3 separate regions of the Gossypium hirsutum genome follow, and all the other regions are linked to region 1. Evidence: chromatin contacts called from public Hi-C data. All regions are on one chromosome and are shown on one strand. The core of a region is the stretch at or near the end of the contact, and the rest is flanking DNA. Distances in the headings are between cores, read along the strand shown.

The links. Hi-C and Micro-C count contacts between places; a contact is called where the count stands out from the background.
Region 2: a contact with region 1 is called in a Hi-C map of leaf, with 2.4 times the contacts expected there. The contact joins the enhancer-like site here to the promoter of LOC107926921 in region 1. A contact is called at or near these places in 6 of 34 Hi-C or Micro-C datasets (callus, leaf and seedling).
Region 3: a contact with region 1 is called in a Hi-C map of leaf, with 2.0 times the contacts expected there. The contact joins the promoter of LOC107926977 here to the promoter of LOC107926921 in region 1. A contact is called at or near these places in 11 of 34 Hi-C or Micro-C datasets (callus, fibers, hypocotyl and 2 more).

What each region holds. Positions count from the first base shown.
Region 1 is chrA08:117,249,774-117,252,779 of Gossypium_hirsutum_v2.1, reverse strand. It overlaps LOC107926921 (hydroxymethylglutaryl-CoA synthase), which reads left to right and starts at 1,627. Exons shown (of 12, transcript XM_016857866.2): 1 at 1,627-1,851; 2 at 2,498-2,604; 3 at 2,716-2,848; 4 at 2,967-3,006. The coding sequence starts at 1,789.
Region 2 is chrA08:117,421,387-117,424,392 of Gossypium_hirsutum_v2.1, reverse strand. No RefSeq gene overlaps it. Among protein-coding and RNA genes, the nearest start is that of TRNAG-UCC, 3.8 kb to the left of the region's middle. Within about 2 kb of position 1,617, at least 4 of the 9 cell types and tissues checked have an H3K27ac peak or open chromatin away from gene starts, as enhancers often do. A contact at or near this core is called in leaf, where this site is marked.
Region 3 is chrA08:117,118,199-117,121,204 of Gossypium_hirsutum_v2.1, reverse strand. It overlaps LOC107926977 (ubiquitin carboxyl-terminal hydrolase MINDY-1), which reads right to left and starts at 1,436. Exons shown (of 12, transcript XM_016857927.2): 1 at 997-1,436; 2 at 428-546; 3 at 232-338; 4 at 55-142. The coding sequence starts at 1,243.

The DNA.
Region 1 (3,006 bases), core at 378-2,877:
ATATTTTATGTTTGTATTAACAGAAAAAATAAAGAAATATATGTATATATATATGCGAAAATCAGAAAAAAAATAGAAGAAAAATAAAAAAGTAACCTTTTTTTCGTTTGCCTTTGTTTTCCTTCGAATACTCACTATTGCTTCTGTATTTTTAGATTGTTTAAGTCTCAATCTATGCTGCTTGTGAATATTGATGGTCACTGTTTTTTTATTTTTGATTGCTGAAAATAAGAAAAGAAAAAGGGAACCCTTTTACATTTGATTTCATGGCTCTTATAGCCTTACAATTTTATTTTCTATTACTTTCTGTCCTTTCTCCTTACTGTGTGCAGGGATGGTGGCCGGCATGGTGGCATGGAGGGCTGGGGCACCAGGGTATGGTGCTGCAGAGGCGTGCGTGGCAGAGTATGGAGCTAGGGTTTCTTATTTTTATTTTTTTGTTTTTTTATGTTGGGTTACTTTAGTTTAATCGGGTATTGGGCTGGTGATATTTGGGTTTGACGGGCTTTGGGTATTTGGATTTTAGTGTAAATGGGTCATGTTGGGTTTGTGGGTTTAGGGATTGGGCTATAAATGAGTAGTTAGGTTTAATTGTAATGTATTTGGGCCTGAGTAGTTTATAAACAGCCCAAAATTGACCTGTAACAACCTAAATTTTAAAAATATAAAAAATTACAAAACCTTAACCTTACCTTAACCCTACTTTAAAAACACTAAACTCTAACCATAAAAAAAAAAGGAAAACGCTTCTAATTGGAAGCGTTTTCAACTTATGTGGCAAAAAATGTTTCTAGCTGGAAGCGTTTTCCGGTAAATATGCTGAAAATGCTTCTAACTAGATGCGCTTTTCTGTAAATCAATTAAAAACGCTTCCAACTGGAAACGTTTCGTAGAATCAACTTATTCTCATAATTTTTCAAAAAAATGACCTAATCTTGTATTTTTTTAATACCCACATTTTTGAGAAATTCAACATCAAAATCGTGTTTATAATTTATAATTATGTCTAAAATACTATTTATTTTATGTTTATATATATGTTATTTTTAATGTATATCATATAAAAATATTCAGCGGCTCCTCTTTGAAGGAATAACTGACAACCTACCGGTCAACCAACTAATCCAGTTTGGATTTTGTTTTCCTTTTGTGTACTAGAATTTGGTTTATTCTCCGAAAAAAAAAAGTGAACCAATAAAATTGGTGCAAGATATTAAAACAGCATTACTGTCAGAGTAAATATTAATTATTTCAAATTTTAATGATAAATTTTTTATTGAGATTGGGTCTTGAATTTGATATCAAACTCTTTTTTTAATAAAAAATAAATAACAAATATATTTTTAGTTTCATTAATAATTGAAATATATTCGAGTAAGATGATAAAATCTATGTGTAATTTGCATAAGATGATAGATAAAAAATTATGTTTTTAATCTCATATTTTCAAAAAAAATACAAAAGAAGAATTGAAAAGCTTAAAAAGGAAAAGGATACCAAAATCCAGCCTGACATGATGGCAAATCGTAAATAAGTGAAAAAAAGAGGGTAAATACTAAATAGCCATCGAAAGGAGCACGAATCAATGAAGTTTGCATTTGCCTATAAATAATGAAAACCAAAGCACTCACACATGCCATCCTCACCATCGATTCTCTGCCGATACTTGCTGGATCAATATCAACTCATCAGAAAGAGAAAAAGAATAGATTTTTTTCAATCAATAAAGAAGAAGACTTCCTTTTTGTATTGTTGACATAGCGGTTCTCTGTTTACTTTGGAGTGAGAATGGCAAAGAATGTGGGAGTTCTAGCTATGGAAATCTACTTCCCTCCTACCTGTGTTCAACAGGTGGCATAATCTCTTCTATTTCTTTCTCTTTTTATTTTTCTTTAATTTTAAATTCTGTGTTTTTGGTTTTCCTTTTTGTTCTTTGGTTGTTGAGACAAATGAGAAAAAGGGTGAAGGATGGATTCTTAGATTATGTAATGGAGAGTAAATAGAGCTTCTGAATAAGGATTATATATATATTTTGCTTAAGCTGAGGGAAATTTGACTGATAGAGAGGAATTCTAATTGCTTGCAAATTTTCTTTCTTTTTAAAAAAAAAGTATATATGAAAAAGTTGATTTCATAGTTTTCTCATATGTGATATTTCTGGGTGTGATTATGTTTACGAGTTAATGGGGTCATACATATATATATACATATACATATATCTGAGTTTTTGTGAAATCTAAATACAGTTAAAATGTATATTGTTTGCTACCTCATTGTTTGTTGTGAATATTTTACTAGCTTTGGTTTTACCTGGACCACAGTTAGTGTTAATTGGGATTTTTTTGGACCTCACTCAAATCTACTTTTATGATCATCTGGTATCAAATACTTGTCTTGGTTGGTATCTTTGTGGTACCTCTTCTAATGATTAGTAGAATGATGGCCTTTTTATTTGAAAATTAGTTTTGGAAATAATAACCATTGGACTACAAAACAGGAAGCATTGGAGACTCGTGATGGTGCAAGCAAAGGAAAATACACCATTGGACTTGGACAAGATTGCATGGCCTTTTGTACCGAGGTCGAAGATGTTATCTCAATGAGGTTTTGATTCCTAACTTTTATATCCACTTCTCATATTCTATTAGCATCGCTCAGTATATTTTATGACTCAAATGAACACTTATTTTGTAAAACTTGGTTTTTGATTTGCAGTTTGACTGCTGTTACTTCACTCCTTGAAAAGTATACGATTGACCCTAAGCAAATTGGCCGTTTCGAAGTTGGGAGTGAGACTGTGATAGACAAGAGCAAGTCCATTAAGACTTTCCTAATGCAAATCTTTGAGGTACTCTGTCCAAGCATCATAATCCGCTTCTCCAGGATAGTTTCATCTTTTTTCCTCCTAGATTGGTAAAAGAAAATCTATCTGACTAATGCGCTCTTTTCTCATGTTAAACAAACAGAAATGTGGTAACACTGACATTGAAGGGGTGGACTCAACGA
Region 2 (3,006 bases), core at 368-2,867, 170 kb before region 1:
TTTTAAAAAAGGTATGATATGTGAAATTTATTTAATATAAAGAAAATTTATTTGATTTTTCTCTTTGATTTAGCTAATATAAAGAAAATTTATGTCAAATTTTATTTATAATTTGCTTGATCTTATAAGGACGTAGTTTACTTTAAGGATGTCAAGATTTGATTTTGAAGTTGAGTTTGGCGATATGTTTCTTTGAGAATTTAATTTTGATTTAATTTGAATTCAAAAGTTGTTGAGTCTTGATATTGAATTAATGATGCCCACTTCAAGGGTCATTGAGAGTTGATCATGAAAACAAATTTAGAGAGTGTATAGATCCAAGACTTGATTTTCGATGGTTAAATAAGTATCGTGGTGACTTGCTCTTAAAATGGATTTTGATCTCATTTATTCAGTTGAAGTAAATTGAAAGGTGAGTTTCTTCAAAAACAACTTTTGACTTCCTCTCATCGGTTGAACTATATTGAAAAGAGACTTCCCTTCAAAATTAAGATGGTATTCGTCAAAATCTTTTCAAGTTCTTCATTTTCTTCAAAGAACTTGTGAATGTATAAAACGGCTTTGAGGTGACTCTTTTTTGTACTAGTAGTAGTGAAATAAAAGAGATTTCTTATCGAATTTAGCTTTTTCATTTGAGTAATCTATAATTATATTAATTTAATTTATTAGAAATAAAATAATCTTTAAAGAATATGATTTATTTATAAAAATAATTCTAAAATGATTTAATTTTCTTAATTAAATTAAATCTGATTAAGATAAACAATAATGAAATCAGATTGATCCAAAATTTCTCCATCTACAAAAGAATTCGATTTACTTGATCCAAATTAATCCAGTCCGCAATGATGAAGAAAGATGAATTAACCCATTTTGTTTTTTAAATATTGTAAATTCCAAAAAAGGCAAATTATCAAAGTTAAAGAAATTACAAATGCAATTGTAACCACTTGATATTACATTTTCCCCTTTTAAACATTTTATTTAATCTTCCTTAACTAAGTAATTCAAATATTAATGGATTGCAGACGCCAATGAAAGTGTAATGTTTTACTCTTATTGTATTATTTTTAATTGTATTTAAGGTTCATTATTGTCCACGTTTTAAATATTTTGAGCTTATAATAAAATTTGATATTAATTAATTTAATTACATTTCATTCGTGTTTTAAATGATTGTTATTATAATTAAAATTAATATTATTATAATAATATTAAAGGATAAAATATAGATAAAATTTGAAAATTTATCATTATATTTTTTATTTGAAAAATTTAATCTAATTTATCAAAATCTGTTAATTTAAGATTTTGATTAAATACATGATGGATTTTGATTGAAACGAGAAGTTTTAATGTTTAAAGAAAAAACACTAATATCTAAATTTGAAAATGGCACATGTAAAAAACACAACAAATGGTACCTTTTGTCCTACAATTATGAAAGAAGAGTGGCAATAAAAAAGTGGGAAAGTTTAGCAATGAAAAAGGCAACGTGGTAGTCTCAAAAAATACGACCTTTCTAAAATTTTCCCACATCATTATCCATCGCATGTCTACCAAATTTTTTATTATTATTTCTAGTGTTTTCCGGAACGTGTCGCTATCTTGTCCGCTTTTTTCAATGACTCACTCAAATCCATCCCCTAGGAGTCTACCTGTATAGGTCAGTGCACTAGACACCTTACCGGCACAACACTTTTCCTTATTTATTATTTCCACTCACCCATTTATATTTATTTCTTCCCCAATTTCCACAATTTCGTCTTTGCAACCATAAGCAACATTATTATTATCTAAATGTTTTTTAAAGGGAAAACCCCGATATTTTACCTAAATAACCCAAATACAATAATTATTCCCCTAAATAATTTTAATTCAAAAATAATTACCTAAATAATTTAAAATAAATAGCAAATTAGGTAGGGGACTAAATGGCCTTTTTTTTAAAATAATTATTGTCTAATGATTGTGTTAGGTGTTAAAAAATAAATTTTTAAGTATTGGAGGCTAGATGATCAGCACCCTTGTATTTTTTCGCTCTATATCATATTGGTATACATTTAAACTAGTATTTGAAAAAAAAAATAGGGTGCTAGCACATTGATGGTTAGCACTCTTATACCAAAATTTTTAAAAAATATTTTTTAGTGTTGGGACACTGATGACCGACACCCTTGTATTAGAATTAAATTTTTGGGTGTTGGAACATTGATGGTTGACACTAGAGGTGCTTATGGGTCGGGTTGGGTTGGGGCTGAGCTCAACTAAAAATTTAGGCTCATTTTTTGGGCTCGAGCCTTGCCCGAATAGCATTAATTTTTTTATTATTTTTGCAAAGACCCAAATTTGCCAGGCCCAACAAATTAAAATCAAACCTAAATCCTACCCAATTCACAAACCCAATTACAAAATCAGACCCAAAACTAAGTCCAAATAATAAAAACCCTAGCCCAATACAACCTAAACTTTAAAAAAAAAAATACAAAACCCTAGCCACCTTGCCTCCTACTTGCACCTACTCCACCACCTTGCCTCCTACTTGCACTTACTCCACCACCTTGTCTCCCACTTGCACCTACACCATCAAATGGAGAAGAGACATAGAATGATAAGAAATGTATGTAAGATAGCTATAAAAGCAAAACCAAAAGTCCATTGTAAAAAAAAAAAAAAGAGAGGAGTAAAGAATTGTATTTTTGAAAAGTTTTTTTGATAAAAAAAAAGAGAAGAATGTAAAAGCAAAATGTTTGCAAGCAAATCTGAAATAAAAAAAGCGAGTATTGAAGAAGAAAAGATTCAAACGCGTTAAGGTTTTTATTTCTTTTTTCTTTATTTTCACTTTTTTTTGTACATATAAACATTTTTCTTTTTTTCTTTTCTTTAAAAAATAGTATACATATATTTAGATATAAAAATAAAAAAGAAAACAAAAAATAATACATTTTTTAAATTCAAGGTGGCAAAGACGGCGGACGGCGCCGATCCGGCGCCTGGGTACTGACC
Region 3 (3,006 bases), core at 187-2,686, 130 kb after region 1:
TTGGAATACACGATTCTTATTAGCTTGAGAATACTTGCTATGCATTAAGCATACCTGGGGATCAACTATCCAGCCATGATAAAGGGGAATATCAAGCAGATCAAATATGGCACACTCTGGAGTGAACTCAAAATCATCAATTCTGCAAGTTGTACACATAATTCAATAAGAACTGAAGAAAGAAGCCATTTATAGAAAAAAAATGAGGGAGAGAGAGATGAAAAGACTAACCTCCTGAATTTAATATTCACATCAATCCCTGTAGCAAGGCGCGGAAGTAAATCAATAGCATCTGCAATATTCTGCTGTTGGTTTTCTACATACCCTGCATCTTTATTCTATATGCCAAAAGGATATATAAGTATCATCCTACTGTAGCAGCAACAAGCTTTTTAATGAGCTGAGCATAATAAAGGAAAGAAATTACATTGACATTACTGTTAGAATCAATCAGGCGCTCAGCTACCAGTGAGAGCAATTTCTCCTGTGAAACTTCAGCTATATCAGCACTCAGGCTCAAATTGTTCCTTAAAAGGAGAATATTACCTGTCACAGCCCCCAACAAGTGTTCATTTTCAAAACTTAATTACCTCCAACTGTAATTTGCATAAAATTAACAATATAGTGCAATTAGACTTTTGATCATGTTTCAAATCCAATTTACAGACAGAAAATGTCATTCCCAAAATCTTCCTTTTTCTACTTCAATTCACGGTCCAAGGTTTTCCACAAACAACAGGAGGAACGGTAAATAATTAAAAGATTATCAGAACATTCCAAATGATCAAAAAGATCGATTATAAATCGCTCCGGCAACAATCAATACGCAAATCGAAATTCTCCAACTTCCTTTTCACTAAAACTACAAACCTGAGAAGTCAACCAAAGATTAAACTAAAAAAAATCTAAACAAATTCCAATCCGGATCACCTAAGCAATACAATTAGAAAACAATCAAAATCTAAAACCCTAGAAATGGAAAGAAAAAGGACTTACAGATGGCAAGGAGAGGGCAAGGTCCATTGTCGTTTTGGAGAATAATAGGCGTAGTACGACCTAAGAACTGGATTGGCTTAGTCTTGTGCAAGCACTCTTTAATTCCGTCTTGCTTTTGTTGTTCCTGATTCTGTCCTTCGTTCACTGCTACTTCCTCCGATTCACATGCCGAAGAAGCCAAAGTCAAAGGAGAAGAAGAAGAGGAAGCATCAGCAGCAACAGGAGGAGGTGTAGCAGCTGCGGCCATTTTTCTTTTTTCTTTTTTACTTTTGGTTTGAAACAATTTGATCACGGAGAAATATTACTACCGGATGAAACAAGAACGAAAAATATAAAGTGTTTATTTACACGAGTTTCTCTTTCTAAGAGTGTTTTATAAGCTTAATGCCCTATGTAGTGACAATTACAAAAAGCAAGGCGATTCAACGAAAAGAAAGTGAACCATTATAAGGTTCTTCTATTTTTGACGGCAAAACCAATGTTTTCATTTTCTTTTTTCTTTTTAATTTGGATATTTAATGAATTATACATATTTATATACTTTAGAATTCAAACTTTAAATTTTCCTACTTTATTAAAATCTCATTAAATGGTTGCATCTAATAATAAAGTATATTACACACTTAAAAAAAAATATAAGTCCAAATTTTAAAGACAATATTATTAGTAAAGATAATAATAAACCCCGAACATGTATATTATAAAAAAAATCTCATATATTTTTTTATTAAATATAAGATTATTATTCACTCTCTTACAAGTAAAATAACAAAATTGTATAAGATGATTTAGGAGGTTAATATATTCATGATATACTAAAAGTAAACAAAATATATTTAATAGTATTTTAAACTCGTTTGAAGTATAAATATTTTTTATTAGTGTCTACAACAAAGAAAAATGAGAATTTCATTTATTTTTATACAAAAGTAACCAAGGGAGATATTTGTTCAAACTCAAATTTTTTACCTATACTTAAAAAAATTTATTAAGTTGAAAAATGATTTTGGACAAAAAATTCATGAGTAAATTTCGAATTTCATGTCAATCATGTAACATGTTATGGTGTTGACTTTGAGAATTTAATTTATTTATACATATATATAATAATGTGTTTCAAGTTAATGATATGTATATACCTTAGCAACCAAGAAAAGGAAAAATGGTCAAATTAGTAACGGTTAATATTAGTCACATAATTAGGTTTTTTTTCCCCGATTTTGATGCCACATCTATTAGATAAAAAAGATTTTTGAGTAAAAGTTAAAATTTTATGTTTTTGTTTTTAGTTAAAAAAGAAATTTTGTAAAAAAAAATTTTATCTTAAAAATACTTTTAAAAAATTTAAAAGTATTTTATTTAGTAATGTTTTTTATTTCAAAAAATTTTTTTAGAAGTAATATTAAATGCACTTTAAATATTATTACAAGAAAATTTAAAAATTAGATTGTTGTTGTGGATAAAATCTTCATTTAGTTGATATTAATATTATTATCAATGTAAAAAAAATGTGAGTTCAAACACACTTAAGCAGATTTATTCTTTTATTTAAATGTTGAGGTAAAATTATAGTTAATACTAAGCTTTGTATAAAAAAGAACTAGATTGTTTTAAAAAAATAAAACTAAATTATGTAATTATGTGATAAATAATAATTTAGTTGAAAGGGGAATTTACCATTTCCGGCTTTCTTATTTCGGTAGCTGATGTTGGTTGGTTTTTGACTTTGAAGACCCATTATCCCGAATAAAGCTTAGGTTTTCGTCTTTGATTCGGCCTTTCCAAATTCCACCCTGCTAACCAAACCAATAAATCACATAATAACCAAACGGGATATGAGTTTTGGTGATGGACCTCTCAAAGGCAGAGCCAGCAACCAATCATTGTTTTCAGGTCTTGGCTTATCACCAAATGTTGACATATCTTTATAAATATGTGAAGCAGTTTATTTACGTGGTAATCTTTTAATCTAGGCACCTATATTTATACCATTCATTACTTACACTACGC